Linked DNA regions of Mus musculus: region 1 is linked to region 2. The links are chromatin contacts, called in public promoter capture Hi-C maps. All regions are on one chromosome and are shown on one strand. The core of a region is the stretch at or near the end of the contact, and the rest is flanking DNA. Distances in the headings are between cores, read along the strand shown. Region 1 holds the start of Ubxn4 (UBX domain protein 4). Region 2 overlaps Zranb3 (zinc finger, RAN-binding domain containing 3).

Region 1 (5,229 bases), core at 1,279-3,778, 240 kb before region 2:
AATAAATAAATCTTTGGGCTGGAGCAAGCAGAGACTGACTGAGCAGGGCTGACTAGAGTAGAGGTCCTAAAAAATTCATTTCCCAACAACCATATGAAGGCTCACAATCATCTGTACAGCTACAGTGTACTCACACACATAAACAAATAAATCTTAAAAACAAAACAAACAAAAAACCCAAAAAAATATCAGATATGGTAGCACCCACCTATAATTCAAGCAGTTGGGAGTCTGAAGCAGAAAGATAACTGTGAGTTTGGGGCCAGCATTACACTACAAAGTAAGGGCCTACACACCTTTGATCCCAGTATTTGGGAGGTAGAGGAAGAGGTAGACTGATCTCTGTGAGTTCAAAGCCAGTCAAGGTTATAGTCAGACTCTGTACACTCAGCCCCAACACTGACTGTTAAAATGTAAAAATGTTAACCTGTTGTGTTGCACACGTCTGTAATCACAACACTTGGGAGCAGAGAATCAGGATTTCAAGGTCAGCCTGGGCTATATGAAATCCTGTCTCAAAAAAAAAAAAACCAAACCAAACCAAACCAAATAAAATACCACACAAGAAACCCAAAAATCCTAGAATAGAAAAACCAAGCAAACAGTTTTTGTGAGACTGGCCCAAGTTACTTACAACTTTGGACCTAAGTGGTTCAACTACAAAAACAAGACAATAAAACTACCTTTCCCCCCAGAACTATTGAAATTTTGTGTGGAACACAGTTTAAAATGTTGTAAACTGCGGCTAGAGAGATAGCTCAGTGGTTAAGAGCAGCTGCTCTTTCAGATGACCTGAGTTCAATTTCTAACCTGAGTTCAATGTCGTGTTCTTTCCATTTTCATGTGACTACTATTCTTACTGGATTACAAGATTAATTTATTAATTTAATTTAAAGTATAATTCAATATAGCCTAAGTAATTTATGCTTTTCTAATTAACAGCAAGCATCAAGTTGAAAAGTTAGCATAACAAAACAGACATTTAAAATTTAAAATGCTCAAATTCACATGTCAGTTTTTTTTTTTTTCCCACAGAGATGAACAAAGTTACAGAACTCTTAAAAGCCATGGGTCAATTATGAGTAACTGTTACTGAACACAAGTGACTGAAGAAATTAATAGTTGTCACTTCAGATTAATAGTTGTCACACAAACTGGTCCATGTATCAAGAATGTACAAAACTATAGAAGCAGATGGTTGACTGCGGATATACAAGACTTCAGCAATAAAACAGGAGGCTATGGAACCAACTGATTTAGAGCAATATGGGGTAAATGAGTTGGCACATGTCTGGAAAACTACATTTTAGGTTAGAAGAGAGGAAGAATCAGGACTGAGTATGTACTTTAAAAACTATGTTAAAAGTTAAAAAAAAAAAAGGTCAACTTGTAATAAAGTAATTATTGCACCTCAGTTCCCTCTGAGTACTATGATAAAAGAGTACCATCTGTGAGCTCAAGTTTATGTTTCGGGAACATTCTAAGACATCAGGTGGTTTCTTTGTGGCTTACCGATGACACAGCTTTCTTGACAGCTCACAACTTTCTAGACCCAGTTGTCTGCCTAGTGGCCTGTCCCAACCACACCCGCACACCAAGAATTAAAAGGTCCAAGCTGCCAGAAGAGGAGATCCCAGAGGACCAAGAAGGGGAACACCAGGGCTGGGGGTCTTGGGGGGGGGGGTCTGCCTGCGACAACCCGATTGCCAAGGCCTGCAGGGCGCGACTCCTCGCAGGGTTCAGTGATTGGGGACAGGGCCTGGACGCGCTTCCCACACAGATGCAGACAGGTCACGCCGGAGTCCCCAACAGACCCCAGAAGCACCAAGTGGCACTGGGCCCGCCCGCGGCCTGGAGAGGCTTGGCGTCTGGGTCGGCCCCGCAGCGGAGCAAGCCTGGAGCCTTATAAAAAAAAAAAAAAAAAAAAAAAAAAGCTGTACTGGCCCGGACAGGAGACGAGCGGCCCCGAAGAGACCGAGTGGACTGGGCGACAGGGTCTTAGGCTGTCTGAGCCCGGCCCACCTTAGCTCCTCCTGCCTAGCTCACTCGACGCTAACGAGAATCCAGAACAAGATCAAAGCGCCACCGTTCTCGGGCCCTCTCCCCAGTCACCTGCCACGAACACCACGAAGACCGCGCCGCTCCTCTTAGCAGACGCGATGGCCGCCGGGATGGCGCCCTGGAACCACAGCATCGTCCCCTTCAGGCCCAGGCGCTCGCTCGGTGTGTCGTCGCCGCGGTGCCACAGCCGACCCCGCCCTCCTGGTTCTTTGGCCTCGTGGCCCCGGCAACCACCGGCTAATCCGGGCCCCGGTCTGAGGACCCAGCCAGCCCGTACGCCCGACAGCCACCCCCTGGGGACGCGCACCGGAGCGCGCTTGGCAAGAAAAGTACGCCCCTGTGTCACGTGACGACGACACTCCTCGTCAGGGGTCGCGCGCCCCGGTGCCTGGTCGGCTAGGTAAGTCCGTAAGTGCGCGCCCCCGCGAAGCCTCGGGTTCCGACTCCAGGAAGTGGAAGGAAGTATCAGGAAGGATGACTAACCGCTACGGCACGTTGACGTCGCCTGCAGTGAGGCTTCCTGGGAATTGTAGTCTTCCGAGGCTTGTTAATTTGCGGAAAGGTAAACTGTGGGCTCAAAGCATGGCGAGAGTGAGCATAGTGAGCACATCAACGCTGTAAGAGTAAATGCTAGGTATCGAGTTGCTGTCACCCTCTGACTTCTGCAAGCAATCTGCTCCACAAATAAACAAGCTTTACGGGGCTTGACCCGAAGCCTTTGGTTTTTATTTAATTTGACCCTGTGAAAAAGATGGGATTCAGAGGGGCGTGGCAAACCACGCATTTAATCCCAGCAATCCGAAAGCAGAGGCCTGCCTGCCTGTATGAGATGGACAGCTTAGTCTACAAGGTGAGTTCCGCGGACTGTCAGGATTTGTACAGAGACCCTGAATAACAAACAAACAAACAAACAAACAAAAACCAACCAACCAACTTACCAAAAACCCCAAACAAACAAAAGAAAAAGACCGGCTAGAGGTACAACAGTGTTCCTCCTCGCCCGCCTCCCACCCCGCAGTACCACATAGGCCCCTTATCTGAAGGGTAAGCGAAGTGGCAGAATGCTGGCTTTTGGCTATAATGTGCATTTACTAACTGGATCACATTGTAAAACCTTCAGCCACTATGCTATGCTATTGAAAAAACTTATTTATTTTTAATTCTGTGAAGACAATCCTCCTACCTGTACCATCCAGCGTGTACCATCTTGGCTGGCTGTACTTAACTTGTATGAATATCATGTAAAGAAAATATTTCTGTTGTTTCCTTGAGTGATAGAGTAAAGAAAGTCTAAATGGAGTAGAATCAACTTGTGTATAGGCCAGTAAGAAAATAAATTAATAACTATGTAAGGTTTATGGATGCATACGAAATCAAAATGGAAGAAAAAACATTTGCACAAGTTTCTAGTGTTTGGTTTCGGACTTGGGGACAAGGGACTGAGGTGCATATTTTCCACACCAAAGCAGACCTGGCCTCCAGGTTCTCCCAGCATCCCTCAGTCCATACCCTGCCTCCAACTTTGAACTTCCCAGTCCAGATCTCTCTCTCTCTCTCTCTCTCTCTCTCTCTCTCTCTCTCCTTGCCCATTCCCACTCCCCCCCCTTCTCTCTTACTATATATCTTCCTCCACTAGCTGCTCCCCTCTCCCTGGTGGCAACTTCCTTGGCCTTGATCCTTGGGGCCAGTGAACTCGCCGACCGAGAGCGGTTTCCCAAAAACCTGCCTTTAATATAATCTAATCTGGCTTAAATTGGCCAATTTCTCCTATCTTCCTTCAAATATATATATATATTTAACTACTTTGATATCCCTTTTCTGCTTCGAAGGCAGATACAAGTGACTAATACAAAGCAGCATTAGTGGCAGGACGTGGAAACAGCTACCCCAGTTCGTGAGCACCTCCATTTATTACTAGCACAACTCCCTCTCTGACAGTTCAGTTGTCTCACTAGTCAATTGGAGCCTTGGAGGGAACCTACCCTTTAGGCTATGTGACCACACAGAGACCCTTGTGTTTAGCAAGTACTTGTTACTTATGTAGCAATTAAGTGCTTTACAGATGTTAGCTATTGTTTCTGAATGCCTGCCCCAAATCCTGTTTAAGGAAATTATGCATGTACTTTTCAGAATTCAAAGTTTTGCTGGATCATTTCTAAACTTAACCACTGAACAAACATTTGTTGAGGTCTTAGTAAACAAAAGAACCACCTCAAGGATTACATTCCTCTGGCCAGCAGTAAAACATTAAGCAATAAATAGGGCAATTACTCCTGTAATTGCCACTGTAATAAATGGCAGAGAAGAGGAACTACAGAATGTTTTAACTTACACCAAGTCATTAATTATAGTTCACCAGGAATGCCTCATGAAGGGCTGAAAAAGTTGGCTTCTTCCTTTTTTTTTTTAGTTTTTCGAAATAGGGATTCTCTGTATAGCCCTGGCTGTCCTGGAACTCAACTTTGTAGACCAGGCTGGCCTCGAACTCAGAAATCGGTCTGCCTCAGCCTCCCAAGTGCTGGGATTAAAGGCATACACCACCACTGCCTGGCCTAGAAGTTGGCTTTTTTTTTTTTTAATTTTTTTTATTAGGTATTTTCCTCGTTTACATTTTCAATGCTATCCCAAAGGTCCCCCATACCCACCCCCCCAATCCCCTACCCACCCACTCCCCCTTTTTGGCCCTGGCGTTCCCCTGTACTGGGGCATATAAAGAGAAGTTGGCTTCTTGAAGGTCATATTTAAGTATGAACAGAGGGGCTTGGTAGAGATAGGCTCCATGTTCAAACACACATATGGCTCTTGCAGAGGACTTGAGTTCAATTGTGAGTACCTACATTAGGTGGCTCACAACAGTCTATAATTTCACAAGCTCCTCTGGCCTCTGTGGACACCTGCATGCATGTGCACCTACTACACACACACTATTAACAACAATCATTTTTTTGAGTTAAATTAACTGGAAAATGCCAGTAGAAAAGAATAAATGTTCTGGGAAGAGTTTAGTTTCCAATACCTATCTCAGGCAGTTCATAGCCTCCTGCTATCTCCAGCTCCAGCTAGGGAGTCCAGTACCTTCTGACCTCTGTGGGTACTCATAAACACAGGCACATGAAAATAAAACTAATCTTAAAATACAAGCATATCCAAACACAATCCCTGGAGCTA
Region 2 (5,868 bases), core at 2,495-4,994:
TACACGCGCAAATGGGAACTTGTGTGGGTTGAAGAAATAAGTGGATGAACAGTTTCTTCTCATAAAACTGACCTGACTGAACTTTCTTTTTAGTGTCATGTTTATGCATGTGGGTATGCATTTGTATGGGTGCTGGCGTGGCAGTGCCATGGTACATGTGTACAGGCATAGTAAGTGCCTTACTCACGGAGCCATCTTCCGTCCCAGTCCCCTGACCTGAAGGGATTCTTTTCTTTAGGCTTACAAGAACTTTCGCATCCAATCTAGAAGGAAGAACACCCTGTCAGCTCACCAAAGTGACCACTTCTCAAGTGTGAAGGACCCTGGCAAATGGAGGTCCTAGGACTTTTCTAGGAGTGAATGGCAGATCTGACAAGGGCAGGAAGACCACACAAGGCCAAGGTCAAGACGCCTTAGCTGAGAGAGAACTGGGAGAAGCTGACCCAAGCCTGGTCTCGCTCTTGTAAGACCGAAATGATCTTCTCTCTTCTCTTGCCTTCGTCCTGTTATTAGATTTAAGGCTGACAATTTTGAATAACTATGATCAGGTCTTCAATGCAATATAGATTTTTTTAACAGTTTTTATTTCAGAAAGTATGATATATATTCCTCTTTAAAAATATTAGAAAAATCGAGGCCAAAGATACGACTCAGAGTGGCTTGCTGCTATTGCCGTTTCCAAGTTCAATTCCATTAAGCATCTCACAGCCATCTATAATACCCTCATCTGGTCTCTGCAAGCACCTACACACGTGCAGTTTCACACACACACTTAATGAAAAACATTACCAAATAAATGTGGCAGCACACACCACTAATCCCAGCACTCAGTGGTCAGGGGCAGAAGTGTTATCATGAGCTCCATATCCAGCATGCTCTATAGCAAGACACCCCCCCCCCCAACCAACAATTAAAAATAGCCTGTTTCATTAAATAAGATATTGTCTGTGGCCTCCACCAGTTGCCTAAGTTTAATGGACAAACACGTTATTCATCTCAGTAAAACAGAGCAGTGGTGAATACATGCATCTGCCACGAGCACAAAACCTGAGCCAGCGTCACCAAGGTACCAGCCCTCCCTGGGACCTGCCACCACACACACCTGATAGTGTAGCAAGCAAGCACGTGTTCAGATCATCTAAAATATGACACTGCAATGGTGTTGATGTTTACTTAGAATGAAAGACAGAAAGTGTGCATGCAGAATACGTTTTAAATGTACACCTGAGGCCTGGAGAGATGGCTCATTTAATAGCAAGTTCTGCTCTTCCAGAAGATCTGAGTTAAGTTCCCAGCACCCATCCACTGGCAACTCTGTCTACAGAGGCTCTGACACCTCTGGCTTCTGTGGGTACCCACACTCATATGCATAGATATAACATAATTATAAATAAAATGTCTTTAAAAAGTAAAACAAAATGTCAATCCATGCAATCACCAACTTGAGCAACCTAAAGTCTGTTTACACTGAGTTATTTTATACACCAAATACATTTGCTCCTAGAAATCAACTTCTCAAACGATGTTTAAGTTGCTGTGCTAAATCTAGTAAACAGACTCCTGTCATTTTTTATATTTTATCAAAATGAACCTCTTTATCTCTCTTAAGACTAATTTGGGGTTTTTTGGGTTTTTAGTTTAGTTTTGTTTGTTTGTTTATTTGTTTGTTTTCAAGGCAGTCTCACTATTTATTCTTGATTGACCTGGAACTCTGTGTAAACCAGGTTGGCCTCAAACTCACAGAGATCCACCTGTCTCTGCCTCCTTAGTGCTGTGTCTAAAATCATGTATCACCACACTCTGTAAAAGAATTAACATTTCACTGTCGTCCTGCGGCCGTGCCGCTTCCAGTCTCCAGACCATGTCTCACTTAGTGGAGCCACCGCTGCTGCCCTTGCACAACAACAACTTCGAGGAAGGGGAGCAGCCCCTGCAGCCGCCCCGCTGGCCTCAACAGTTCCTGGGTGGAGCTACCCATGAACAGCAGCAAAGGCAATGAGAATGGAAATGGGAAGAATGGGGGGCTGGAGCACGTTCCTTCCTCGTCTTCCATCCACAATGGAGACATGGAGAAGATCCTCCTGGATGCACAGCATGAGTCGGGACAGAGCAGCTCAAGAGGCAGTTGGCACTGTGACAGCCCTTCACCACAAGAAGATGGGCAGATCATGTTTGATGTTGAGATGCATACCAGCAGGGACCACAGCTCTCAGTCAGAAGAAGAAGTTGTAGAAGGAGAAAAGGAAGTTGAGGCTTTGAAGAAAAGTGCAGACTGGGTATCAGACTGGTCCAGTAGACCCGAAAACATCCCCCCCAAAGAGTTCCATTTCAGACACCCTAAACGTGCTGCGTCTCTAAGCATGAGGAAGAGTGGAGCCATGAAGAAAGGGGGCATTTTCTCTGCAGAGTTCCTAAAAGTCTTCATCCCATCTCTCTTCCTTTCTCATGTGCTGGCCTGGGGCTGGGCATCTATATTGGAAAATGACTGAGCACACCTTCTGCCAGCACCTACTGAGGGAGACGAAAAGCCCCTGGAAATTCATGTGGCCTGTGAAGTGGTGTATTGTAGTTTGAATTTGAGACCTATTGTAAGCATGATCCCTACCTACAACCCTATTTTTACATACCCAATTCCAGTAACTCTCAAATCCAGTATTTTACTCAAACTCTGTTGGGGCATTTTACTAACCTTGTTCCCTTTTTGGCCTGTAAGACACTTAGAGATTCCTAACAGAGTTTACTGTTGTTTAGAAATTTGCAAGGGCTTTTTTTCAGCAATGCCACCAGCAGATTATAATCTTGTCAACAGTTCATTGTCTCCTTAGTACCACCAGTCACCTGCATCATTCATGGTAGAAGCTGTGTTCTAGCCATGCAGTTAAAAAAAAAAAAAAAAAAAAAAGAATTAACATTTCAAAAAGCACTTTTAGGTATCCATTAAATGATTAAATGTCATAAGCATGTGTGTGTGTGTGTGTGTGTGTGTGTGTGTGTGTGTGTGCGCGTGCTCCTTCGTCTTCCCAGGAGCATCTCCCCCTTAACTTCATGCCCCTCTCTTTTTAAGTGTAGCCCACTGAGACCAGTTACTGCTGCTCATGCTCTAGGGCAGGGGCAACCTACTCATAGCCACAGTCTCAAAGAAAAGTGGCTCTCTCTCTCTCTCTCAATAGCCATGAGCTGCCAGCAGATCCTTACCTAGGCATGGGGTCTCAGGTGTCACTCTCTCCTCCACACTGGAGTAGTAACTCACTTGGTCTTACACAGGTAACCACAGCTGCTGTGAATTCATATGTGCCAGAACCATGCCTCATCTGCAGAACACCATTTTCACAGCATTTTCTCAACCTTAGCCTCTTTTTATTCTTCCTGCCCCACCTTCTCTGAAATGTTCCCTGAGCCTCAGGCATGGTTAGAAGTGGGAAGGCTGGACATATATGTACCATCTATGACTAAACACTTTCAGGCAGTTATTCTCAGCATTTTGACCATTTACTTGTATGTGTGTGTGGTGTATCCATGTGTGTGCATCTGTATGTGAAAGTGTTCATGCCCATGTATATGGGTTCAGAGGCTAATGAAAGAAATTGAGTGTTTTTCCCTATTGTTTTTCAGCATATTCCCTTGAGATGGTCACTCACCAAACTGGAAGTTCCCTAAAAATGAAGTTACAGACATGCACAGCCTTGTCCAGCTTTGAAATGGTGCTGAGGATTTGTGTTCACTTCCTCATGCCTGTGTTGCAAGAGCTCTTACCACTAAGGCATCTCCCCGGCTCCTAGTCATTAGCCTTTTTAAAGCAGTGGTTTAAGGGATAGTGGGAGAGAGCTCTGGTCCTGATGAAGGGTAGCTGAAAAGAGGAGGGTGGGAAGCGCTCACTAGATAAATGAGGTATATGAGCCCAGGTTACAGCAATTGTCCCAATTCTAAGTCTAGATTGGGATTGTAATGAAGGTACTTTACGCATTTCAACTTGACATATACTCACTGAAAAGCTTATTCCTGTAAATATAGCTCTTTAGGCAAACATGCACTTTATTAAAGTGCTTCAGTTGCCATGACAACATATCTGGAAATTATAGCAGCTTGTTTTGAGAGAGCTTCATTTCCACTTCTGAGGCACCGACAACCAAGGCTAAAGTTCTTTCCAGCCTCCAGGCTCACTGTATGATGAGTTACATTGTTCAGAAAATATAGACATGCAAAATGCAGTTTGTAGAATAATGCTTGAGACTTTGTAGTTAATGCATATACATTTTAGATAGGCATTTTTAATTTTTAATGTTAAATATGATTAAAGCTGAAAACAGTCACTCCAAAAATAGCTCTTAATTTATTCCCCAGTAGCAGCCACTTCCAGTGTTTGTAAAAGCTGAGTATTGGTGTATGGTTTGTTTTAATTCATTCAAACCTCAACATCTTAGTTTGCATTACTGCTCACACTACATTTTCAGCCCTATCAATGGGTTTGTCGATAAACAGGATAAAATTTTACCTCCGTGCATCTCTGTTCCCCTCCAGATACATAACTGTCTCATTCCCATTCTTCCATTCAAGTGATATAATTTTCCTAAATTTTTAAATTATGCTAATTTTTCCCTGATCAGTATTCACTACATTTGTTACTAAACCCATGTTTAAAATACTTGCCGGTGAACCATGGGATATACTGTTGGTTTGTTGGTTGGTTTGTTATGCCATGTGATATATAATTATAATATGGAATGTCTAATTCAGAGTAAACTTGTAGTACCTTGTTTGTCTTTCTTTATGGTGAAAACATTTAAAATTCTTTCTCCTGGCTCTGGCTTTTTGACATACACACCAAGGTGACCACAGCCCCTTGCTGTGTGGAAGCATGCCAGCGTGCCTTGCTTGTGCTTCATCACATCTTTGTTCTCATTTATCAGGCTTCCTTTCCTCTGCAGCTCATTTCATTTTCTTCAGAGGTATTGACTTCCAAAATCATCCTCCTCCTTTTTCTTCTTTCCTCCTCCTTTCCCTTCTGCCTCCCCTTCCTCTCCTAGTCCTCTTCTTCCCCTTCTGCCTCCCTCCTTTCTTCCTCCTTCCCCTCTCCTTCCCTTTTCTTTCCTTGTGCTTCCCCTATTCTTCCTCTCCCCTCCTTTTTCATCCTTTTCTTCCTCCCCCCCCCCCCGTTCTTCTTCCTATCTTCATTCATTCCCACCCTCTGCATTTCTTTCTTCCTTCTTTCCTTCCTTCCTGCTAAATATCAAACCTAGAAATTGGTATACACTAGGCAAGGATGTGCTTTTTCACTGAACTATGTACTCAGTCCTTCAGTACCTATTACTATAACTTTAATTTAATTGTCACAATTTTATGCATTATGCCCACTCCCTGATTCCATTGTGTGTGCTTCTTGTATAACAGAATACTTGAGACTGGAACATTTGTAAACAATGAAAGGTTGTTTAGCTCACAATTCTGGAGGCTGGACAGTCCAATATCAAGGTGTCAGCATCTGATGAAGGCCTTTATGCTGCTTTACCCCACAGCAGAAGGCAAAGAGCAATGGAGTAGAGAGAATAAAAGATGGCTTGTGGTCTCCAGCCTTTGCATAAGTAGCATCATTCATTTATGAGTGTAGAACCCTCATAACCTAACCCCTGTCTTTAGGCCCTGCATGCATCACTGTTGTACTGGGGATTGCATGCCCAGTGTGTCTCTTTAAGCTCACCATCACACCATACTGCTTGCTCTCAGTCGAGGATCCCACTTACCCAAACAAGCTCTGCTTCACCCCATCTGACAACTGTGTCTCCAGTTTGCTACCAGCGTGTGGGGAGTCTGTATGTGTGGCATAGAACCTGTAGACAGGATGAGGCACAGGCTTGACACAACCCTCTACTT

What was found. Promoter capture Hi-C pulls out the DNA fragments that hold promoters and counts their contacts.
Region 1: a contact with region 2 is called in a promoter capture Hi-C map of the C10 cell line. The contact joins the promoter of Ubxn4 here to the enhancer-like site in region 2. A contact is called at or near these places in 3 of 39 promoter capture datasets (3T3-L1-derived adipocytes, the C10 cell line and embryonic stem cells), 1 of 15 datasets of contacts at CTCF or cohesin (the NIH/3T3 cell line) and 4 of 115 datasets of contacts at active chromatin or transcription factors (the 230-238 cell line, embryonic stem cells, memory CD8 T cells and 1 more).

What each region holds. Positions count from the first base shown.
Region 1 is chr1:128,241,436-128,246,664 of GRCm38.p6, reverse strand. It overlaps Ubxn4 (UBX domain protein 4), which reads right to left and starts at 2,528. Exons shown (of 13, transcript NM_026390.3): 1 at 2,113-2,528. The coding sequence starts at 2,194. It overlaps Gm41949 (a long non-coding RNA gene), which reads right to left and starts at 2,106. Exons shown (of 2, transcript XR_878509.3): 1 at 2,023-2,106; 2 at 1-1,902.
Region 2 is chr1:128,002,432-128,008,299 of GRCm38.p6, reverse strand. The region is part of intron 8 of Zranb3 (zinc finger, RAN-binding domain containing 3); the gene reads left to right. It also overlaps the pseudogene Gm8283. Among named protein-coding and RNA genes, the nearest start is that of Gm28800, 44 kb to the right of the region's middle. Within about 2 kb of position 3,744, at least 30 of the 459 cell types and tissues checked have an H3K27ac peak or open chromatin away from gene starts, as enhancers often do.